Regions from separate parts of the Zea mays genome. Here region 1 is linked to region 2. A link is a contact called in public Hi-C data. All regions are on one chromosome and are shown on one strand. Each heading gives the region's core, a stretch centred on a gene start, on an enhancer-like site or on the middle of the called end of the contact. The rest is flanking DNA. Distances are from core to core; before and after follow the strand shown. Region 1 holds the start of LOC100276346. Region 2 holds the start of LOC100383551.

Region 1 (4,411 bases), core at 628-3,127, 260 kb after region 2:
TTCACCCCCCTCTAGGCGACTTTCACTTACCATCACAATCTTAGTCAATTCATCAAAGTCATTCCAGCACTTGGACCTTTTCTTTGAGTTCGAGTTCCTTCCACCAGCATCAGGATCAGGGACTAACTCTGGCAGGCTCGTGGAGCCTGTGCCATTCCCTATTCCAGAGCTGGCGACAGTATCGATCTGAATAGGATCTCCATGGGTCTCATTCTCACTGAAACCAATGAAGAACATAGCATCCTCAACATCATTATAGTCCTCGAGCTTGCGCTCCTCCTCCTCTGCAGCCGCGTCAAGGTCCATGAGCCCGACGGCTACAACGGACACGAGCCCGACGACTAGGAGGTTCAACGGCTACAACGTACAATCGGCTCCGGCTACCTCAACAGCTACAAGGTTCAAGGCAACAAAATGAAATTAAATGTACATCTAACTATCCAGACGATTACAAGAATTAAAGGGCTAAAATTAAACAAACCTTTTCAAGCCAGAGCACCAGACACGACAGAACGGAGCCGAGGTCCGAGGAGCAGCCGAGCAGAGCGACCAACGAGCAAGGACCAGCCGAGCACTAGAGAAAGTCGGACAACCGGACAGGTTAGAAGGAGGGCGAGAATGGGAGGAAAATGAAAACAGAACAAAATTATAGATGTCCAAGCAGCCAGCAGGGGCACTAGTGAGGCAGTGAGCCAGTGACCATACAAGGCGCGGAGCTGCGGACCGCCGGACCGGAGACAGTGACGAATCAGGAAGGGAAACACGCACCCGCACCGCACGGAGCACCAACCGACCAGCTGTCAAGCTACAACTCGATCCGAGGAGGCGAGGAGCAGGGGCACTAGTGAGGCAGTGAGCCAGTGACCATACAAGGCGCGGAGCCGCGGACCGCCGGACTGGAGACAGTGAAGAATCAGGAAGGGAAACACGCACCCGCACCGCACGGAGCACCAACCGACCAGCTGTCAAGCTACAACTCGATCCGAGGAGGCGAGGAGCAGGGGCACTAGTGAGGCAGTGAGCCAGTGACCATACAAGGCGCGGAGCCGCGGACCACCGGACCGGAGACAGTGAAGAATCAGGAAGGGAAACACGCACCTGCACCGCACGGAGCACCAACCGACCAGCTGTCAAGCTACAACTCGATCCGAGGAGGCGAGGAGCACCAGCCGACCAGCGAGGAGCACCAACGATGAACGAGCATCACCAATCACCAGATCCGAATGGGATTAGGGTGAGGGTTAGGAATAGGGAGACAGAGGGAGGGAGGATAGGGAGTCAGGGAGCACCAGAGACGTCGGAGGTGGTGAGCCGTCGGCCGTCGACGGTGGGAGGAGGCACCGAGGCAGGCACCGAGGCGACGTCGCGACGCGGAGGCAGAGCCGAGAGGAAGAAAATCGCCAAGCACAGCCGTACGAAGACGAAGTCGGGACAGGGGCGGTAGAACTGGGGCTGGCTGGCTGCCTGGGCAGGGTCGCGGGGATTTGGATTAAGTTTGTGAGATGGGGCGCGGGCTGAGAACGAGCCGATCCATTATCCGTACCGAGCCGTGCCAAAGCACGTGGGCCGCATATGGCGTCCAAGCCCAGCACGCGGATCGGACCGTGCTAGTCCGGACACGATCTTAACCGGGCCGTGACCGGGCTAAAAACTTGCCGGACTTCGGGCTAAACAGGCAGCCGCGCTGTTTGGACATGTATAGTTGGAGTGGGTGTGGTGTGCGCGATGCGCTGCGGGATGGTGTGCAGAGAAAGGCAAACGGGAACGGATCGGACGATCCGCACGCCGCATCGGTTGCATCGTGCGGCTCCCGTTTCGCGGCAGTCGTTACGAGGCGGAGTCGCCGCACGCCCTCCGCTTTCCGAGTGACAGCCGCACTCGGCCCTCGTAGCTGGTGGTTGAAGCGGGAGACGCAACGAGAAAAAATCCGTACGGTTAAAGTTGTGGCAGGAGGAGTGGGGGCGCGGGAGAGATGATAAGGATGGCGGCAGCGTCTCAGCCGCCATCGTCAGCCTTGCGGATGCACGGGTGCGGCGGCGCGGCTTCTGCGTCGTCCGCGCCCGTGCGCCTCTTCACGGAGTCGCGGGGTAGAGTCGTGGCGTCGATTGGGAGGGGCAGGAGGCGGAGGCGCGCCATCTCGTGCTGCTCGTCTCCAGACGCAGATGGCCCTCGCCCCGCCGCGCCACCGACCTCCGCAGCGCCTTCCGACGGGTCGATACAGCTCTATTCCCAGATCGAGAGGTAGGCAGTGGATCATTCTGTGGTTTTATCTGTTCTTCTCGAACCTTGGCGCCGGTCTTATCTCACTGCGGAGGGGACGGCGCGTAGGGTAATCACGGAGGCGGCAAAGCAGTCCCGGGAAGGCTGGGGTTCGACTGGAGATTGGACCGAAGTCGAGGTGCGTTTCGGTGGCTCTAGCCTTCACTACAGTTGCGTTCTGTGTTTATAACTTTATCCGGATTGTATTGATTATTAGTGCTGATTGTTATGCTAGGGATCATGGGTGTTGAGACCGAAGTCCTTGGAGCCATCATTTGTTGTCCACTTTGTTGGAGGAATTTTTGTCGGAGCCGCTCCCCAGATCACATACCGCTTCTTCCTCGAGTGTCTCGCGAACAGGTATGTTTAAAAGCAGTGTCAAACCACCCAAGTTTGTTTCCTATGAGCTATTTTATTATTTTGGATGATTAAGCTTTGTGATCTTCTTGTCATCGAGGAAGAGTAATATCTGAACTTTATGAAAAGTACAGAGAGTTAGCTCAACTTTCGCACCTGGGTTGTACAGTTGTACTTCCATGTGTTTTGAGCTTGTTTTCTCAAACAAAGCATTGCCAAACGAATGTCCTGAAACGATGGAGCATACTGCTAAACTAATATTCTCACTTGTTCATGTGAGCTTTAAGGAGTACTCCTATGTTTGTTCATCTATGAATAAAAAATACAGATAACTCTGTCATTACCTGACTACTGATCTAATCCAATTCCTTCCATTATGACTTATACAGTTGCTTCCCTATTTCCACTGCAAAAATGCTCATTTATCTTTTCGTTTTCTAGGGGAGCTTTGGTGATTGCTACACCTTATGCGAGCGGCTTTGACCATTTCTTCATTGCAGATGAAGTTCAATTTAAGTTTGACAGGTGTTTGAGAAACTTGGATGAGCCTGTAAGTAAAACTATCTGCTTAATAAATCAGGATTCTGTCCATTGTACTAAGTATATGAAATTTTAAACAGGTAAATGATCTCCCAACGTTTGGTGTTGGACATTCATTGGGATCTGTTATCCACATGTTGATTGGTAAGACACATCTATTTCCAATTCCTGTTTATGAAATATTCTCCTTTTGTCCTTTTCTTTTTGCTACAATTATATAATTTGTCTTCCTAATGGTTTGTACTCCAGGATCAAGATATGCTGTGCAGCGAAGTGGAAATGTACTGATGTCCTTTAACAACAAGGTATGTTTTTGCATATCTTGCCATTCATCCTACTCCTACCTATTGGAATATAAGTGAATTGTCCACTTCTCCCCCATCATGTTAAGCTTTTGGGTTGATCTGGTCAGTATATGCAATGCAACTCAATATGGTATCAAGGTCAGATGTCTCTAGCTTGAATCCTGATTAGCGCAATTAAATAAAAATAATTGTTGCTCGAACCTATTCCACGTTGAGGTCTGAGGGGGTCTCCACGTGAGGGAGATTGTTAGAATATAAGTAAATTCTCGGTTTCCCCATCAACTTAAGCTTTAGGGTTGAACTGGTCAGTGCATGCAACTCAACTTAAGCTTTAGGGTTGAACTCGGTTTCCCCATCCAGGTGTGGCTATGGTTACTATTTCTTTAGCTACATGCCTGCATGTATCATTACAAATTTGACTCAGTTTTAGTCCTCTGTCCAAATGTACATAAACTTGGAGTTGGTCCGTGAAACATATATTTGAGCATAGGATATCTAGTACTATAACTAAATTATCTAAAATAACTGGTTGCATGTGATACTTCAGAACTGCATATTCCAGATGTTTTTGCTTCACTAGCTGAGATGTTTCTTGCTATTTCAAGTTCTATTTTCATACATCGTATGTAAATGCAAAAGACATGGGAGATGTTTTGTATGATTCCTTTACAGAACAGTGCTATCATTTTTAACATGTGATGTGGCTCTTTGAATGTGACATGCAATTGTTGAAGTGTACAAGTGCACTGCCTACCTTCTAATAGCTTAAGCTTTTTGGTTGAACTGGTTAGCGCGTCCACTCTAAAAAAGTAACTAGTTTTCAGAACCATATATGCCATTATCAGGTGGCATTTTGTACCATCTCGTTTTTTGTGCTTCGAGTTAGAGAAGGTTGTGTCCAACTCTTCTTCTCAAATTTCATGTTCCAGAAAAATATGCTTATGGAAAAA
Region 2 (4,395 bases), core at 956-3,455:
TAGTTTGATCTTGAATCAAGCTCTTGTGGGATATTTAATTTTTTGCCACTTTTCATTTGGCAAGGGCTCAATTGCCAGCTTTGGGTGCGTCCCTACGTTTTTGCAACACACCGATGAAAACTTCACCGTTTTAAAATTTTTGCATGCATGGCTGGCCAAGTCACCCTCAGGGGAATGCCAAAATACCTCTCTGTCCCTGTTGTATCCATTTAGGCATGTGTGGCCACAACATTCTGGTGGAGAAGAATGGTGTTGAGCCCACGCGTACCTGAATGGATAAGGCAGGGGCAGGGAGGTCTTTCGGCATTCCCCTTCCACGCTGGAACGGTGACTTGACCAGCCACACGTGCAGAATGTCTAAAACGGTGGCGTTTTCATCTGTGCAACAGCAAAAACATAGGGACACATCCAAAGCTGGCAATTGAGCCGTTGGCAAATGTAAAAGTGGGAAAAATTAAATATTCCAGCTCTTGTAATTCCTAAACTCAATGACGTGCTACACAAGCATAAACTTCTCTCACGTAGGACTTATGTGAGATTATAAACTTTAAGTGGCACTTGACAATATAGATGCTAGATCAGGAATGCATTATACACAAAACAAAAGCATAAGGAAACTTCTAATCCATTCTAACCAATAAGCAGGTCCAACCAAGTGACTAGAATACAATTATGGCCAAGTCCTATACTATCAACATTCACTAGCACAACAAGAAGAACTGACAATTTGCTAGTAGTCTTTCTCTAGGAGTCCAGGACCCATCAAATATTTTTGTTGCATGCTCATCATTATTCCCAATTCCTGTTATATCGTAAAAAAATGTGTAAAGCAGAACAGAGGGCAGACATAGATCAAAAGTAAGGGAAATAACGATGGCAGAAAATTACCCAATTGGGTACGTTGAGGCTCGATCAGTGCCTGTTGCAGCTACCCAATTGTCACCGCAGAATATATTCCGCCCTCCTACCACGATTGCCACCTGATAGGATTCAATGTAATATTAAATTGACTAGTGTTCCCTGATATCAGAAGAATGCATCTCTGAAATGTATGTACTCTATTTACCTCCACACCATGATGGCATGCCACTTGAACTTCTCTAGCGATCAGCATAATCACCTGACGAAGTGACAAAATTGTAGTACATAACAATTAGGGAAGCATCAAAATAGATCTATCACCATCAGCTAATATAAACTACCTTGGGATCAACATTTTGATGAGCTGCTCCACATAGGGCAGTGCCCCCAATCTTCAGAAGCACCCTCTTCCATCTTGGATTTGAAAGAGGGTTCGTTCTGGAGCTACCAACCCCAGTAGGAGGGCCAGTACAGGAAAGAGGATACCTACCGCGACAAACATTAGTTAAGACCAGTAGATCTCCAAATTGATCAAGCCATGATGTAAAAATGAACCACCTTTTGCTGCTGTGCTGCTGCTGCTGCCTCGGTTTCTCATCCTCGGCAGCAGTTAGAAGCTTGGAGGAGGCAGGAGATGCGGAGTTTCCCACGATCTGCTCCATCTTTTTGAACCAGGGCCAGTGGCTGATGGCACCCCCGCCCGAACTGGAGAGCCGCTGGCACTCCACCTTGTAACGTTTCTTAAGATTGTCGATCTTATTCTTACATTGCTCCACGCTCTTGGCCCCGGTAGTCTTGCCCTGCCCGTCGGTCACGGCGCCGGCCACGTCCTCCCAGTCCCGACCCCGCAGGTTTCCCCGGTTGAGCTGCTCAAATCGGTCCGTGTAGGCGTCGAGGAGGCTGCTGATCGCGCCGTCCGTCCACTCCTCCCGATCCTTACGGTAGTCTGACACGCTCGAGCTCCCTCCACCGCCACGGCCCTTCTTCCCACCACCGCCGCTGCCGCTGCTGTTGATGTAGGAACAGTACTCGCCCCCATCGCTGCTGAACTCCTCGGCGCGCTCCCTGCCCCGCTTGGCGTGGTGCGCCGGCTTGCCGCGCTCGGCGTGGTGGTTGCTCTCCTCCTGGGCCTGCGCGAAGGAGCCGGCGCCGGCGGCAGCCCCCGCAACCGCGTCAGTGAAGCTGAAGGGATGGGAGGCCTGTGGCGGCGGCGGCGGCGGCGGCGCGGGTTGCTGGGCGGTGGGGGCCGGGGGTGGGGGAGTTGCCGGCTGGTGTGCGTCGTCACCGAGGAGAACGAAGTCGTCGTCGCAGGAGGCCATGGATGGCCGCGCGTGGCGGCGTTAGGGTTACACCGCGGGCTCCGCTCCCAGACACGGCGGCGGCGTTAGGGTGACGACGTTACCGCGAGGTGTGGCTCAAGTTAATGAGGGCAGGCGGGGCGGGCAGGCGCCGCGCGACCCACGGCTCCGTCACGGCTCAATCACGGCTCCGTCACAGCGGGAATGTTACACGTTGCGGCAGTGGGACCCGCGTCGGCGAGGGTGACTGGGGCAAATGAAACAACTTTTCCCACTAATCGCTGGTAAATAACAAACCGGTTTTTAAATATAATTAAGACCGTCTCAAACAGCTCTCCTATCTTATCGTATATGTCATTCTCTATTTCAAAATTCACTTTATAAACAGTATTATCTATAATATCGTGTCTCTATTCTATAGAATCCATAGAAGACAGTCTAACGATTTTCCGTAGAAATGTATCCTCAAAGACGCTCTTAGTTAAAAAAAGATGGTTTATATTTATTTATTAGAATGCTAATCAAGAAAAAATATTAATGTAAAATTATAATTAAGAAAGCGAGATGGTTTGTTAGACAAAAACCATGTCTACATCAAAATAAAACATAACTAGTAAATTGCTCGTATGAGCTATGATTTCCATTTATAAATATTCTTACTACTATTAAGAATGAATGTTCGGCACCAGGTGCTACCACGACTTCATCACACGCTGACACATAGGGTCCCCCCGCCTCGACGTCGTGCCCTGTGGCTCCACGCTAAACACGCTCTCAGCTATTACCCTGTGGACCTCCTGTGCCCGCGCTGTTTAGAAATAAACAATGATTATATATATATAATGGTGTAAAGCGAGCATTTAAACACAGGCCCCCTACTTCAGAAATTTGGGGCTAACCACGAGACTACATGTATCTTAGTATTTAGAATTAAATAATAATTATATTTGAATAAATATCTCAATACATATTTATATGATATATTTAGGGTCCGTAGCAAAAGCACGGGCAACTGGTTATAATAATAATAATCATTAAGAATCTAATGTGGGCAACTGTGCTACCACTCAATACCTATTTATATGATATATTTAGGGTTCGTAGCAAAAGTACGGGCAACTAACTGTAATAATAATCTATTAAGAATCTAATGTGGGCACCTGTGCTACCATGACTTCACCCTCTCCACGTCAAGCACCCGCAAAAAATAATGCAAAGCGAGCCCTCGAAGCCACACCCCTCTACTCTAGAAATTTGGGGCTAACCACTAGACCACATGTATTTTAATGTTTAAGAATAAACAATAATTATATTTGCAGCCTAGACGCCGCTCCCCACGCTCTCCCGTCTCGTGGCAACGCACGGGCACATACCTAGTAGAGTATAAAGCATAAATACATGTGTTTTGTTGGCTAGGTGAGTGTAAATGTGGGTTTATAGCAGGGCTGTAATCAGGTCGGATACGGACAGATATTAATCGTTCCATATTTGTTTTCATATTTTCTCTTCAGATTCAGTTGATATAGAAATTATCAAGTTGTGTCGGACAAGTTGTGTCGGATAAGATTTGATAGATGTCGACATCTTAAATATTTGAAAGGGAAATGGTCCTAATCATTTTCCCTAATTAATTTTGGTGCTTGATGACCATAACAACCTTATGGACTAACTAGTTTATGCAGTCTTTGATTCACAGGTGCATAAGTCTACTCAACTCAGTTCTAAGTCAGAAACAGCTCAAAACCAACCACAAAGGGGTAAAACTTGGAAAAGATGAACAATACCTAGTTCACCATTTTTGGATAAGTTGCATACATCCCTTGGAACCTATTTAAGACATCTAAGAGGTTGGTTAGCTTAGATTCACAAAGTCACCATATTGGAGCTAGTTTGAGCAAAAACAAGTTTTCTAAGAAAAAAGAGAAGAAAAGATCCAAGAACCATGACTTAGACTAGTTGGATTGTTGTTGCATATGTTTGTATAAGTTATAGGAACACCCTCAAAGATATTCAAAAAGATTTGAAAAGGATTGGACAAAAGAGGTGGGTTGCTGGACAGAAGCACCGGGGGCTCAACGGACCGTCTAGTGGCTCACCGGATTGTCCGATGGCACAACAATAAACCGTCCAGCCAGAGGACAAAAACTTAACAGAAATTCGGCTCAGCATCGAATGGCACGCGCGGACATGTACTGTTCACGGCCCGACACGGACCCTGTCCGGTGTGAATTATAGC

Evidence for each region. A called contact is a pair of places that touch in the nucleus more often than the background predicts.
Region 1: a Hi-C map of endosperm shows a contact between it and region 2, with 2.4 times the contacts expected there. The contact joins the promoter of LOC100276346 here to the promoter of LOC100383551 in region 2. A contact is called at or near these places in 2 of 25 Hi-C or Micro-C datasets (ear and endosperm).

Annotation. Positions count from the first base shown.
Region 1 is chr2:61,645,505-61,649,915 of Zm-B73-REFERENCE-NAM-5.0, forward strand. It overlaps LOC100276346, which reads left to right and starts at 1,878. Exons shown (of 11, transcript NR_175984.1): 1 at 1,878-2,241; 2 at 2,329-2,398; 3 at 2,495-2,619; 4 at 3,058-3,166; 5 at 3,237-3,300; 6 at 3,406-3,461.
Region 2 is chr2:61,387,143-61,391,537 of Zm-B73-REFERENCE-NAM-5.0, forward strand. LOC100383551 reads right to left here and starts at 2,206. Exons shown (of 7, transcript NM_001362090.1): 1 at 1,420-2,206; 2 at 1,203-1,347; 3 at 1,067-1,120; 4 at 889-980. The coding sequence starts at 2,180.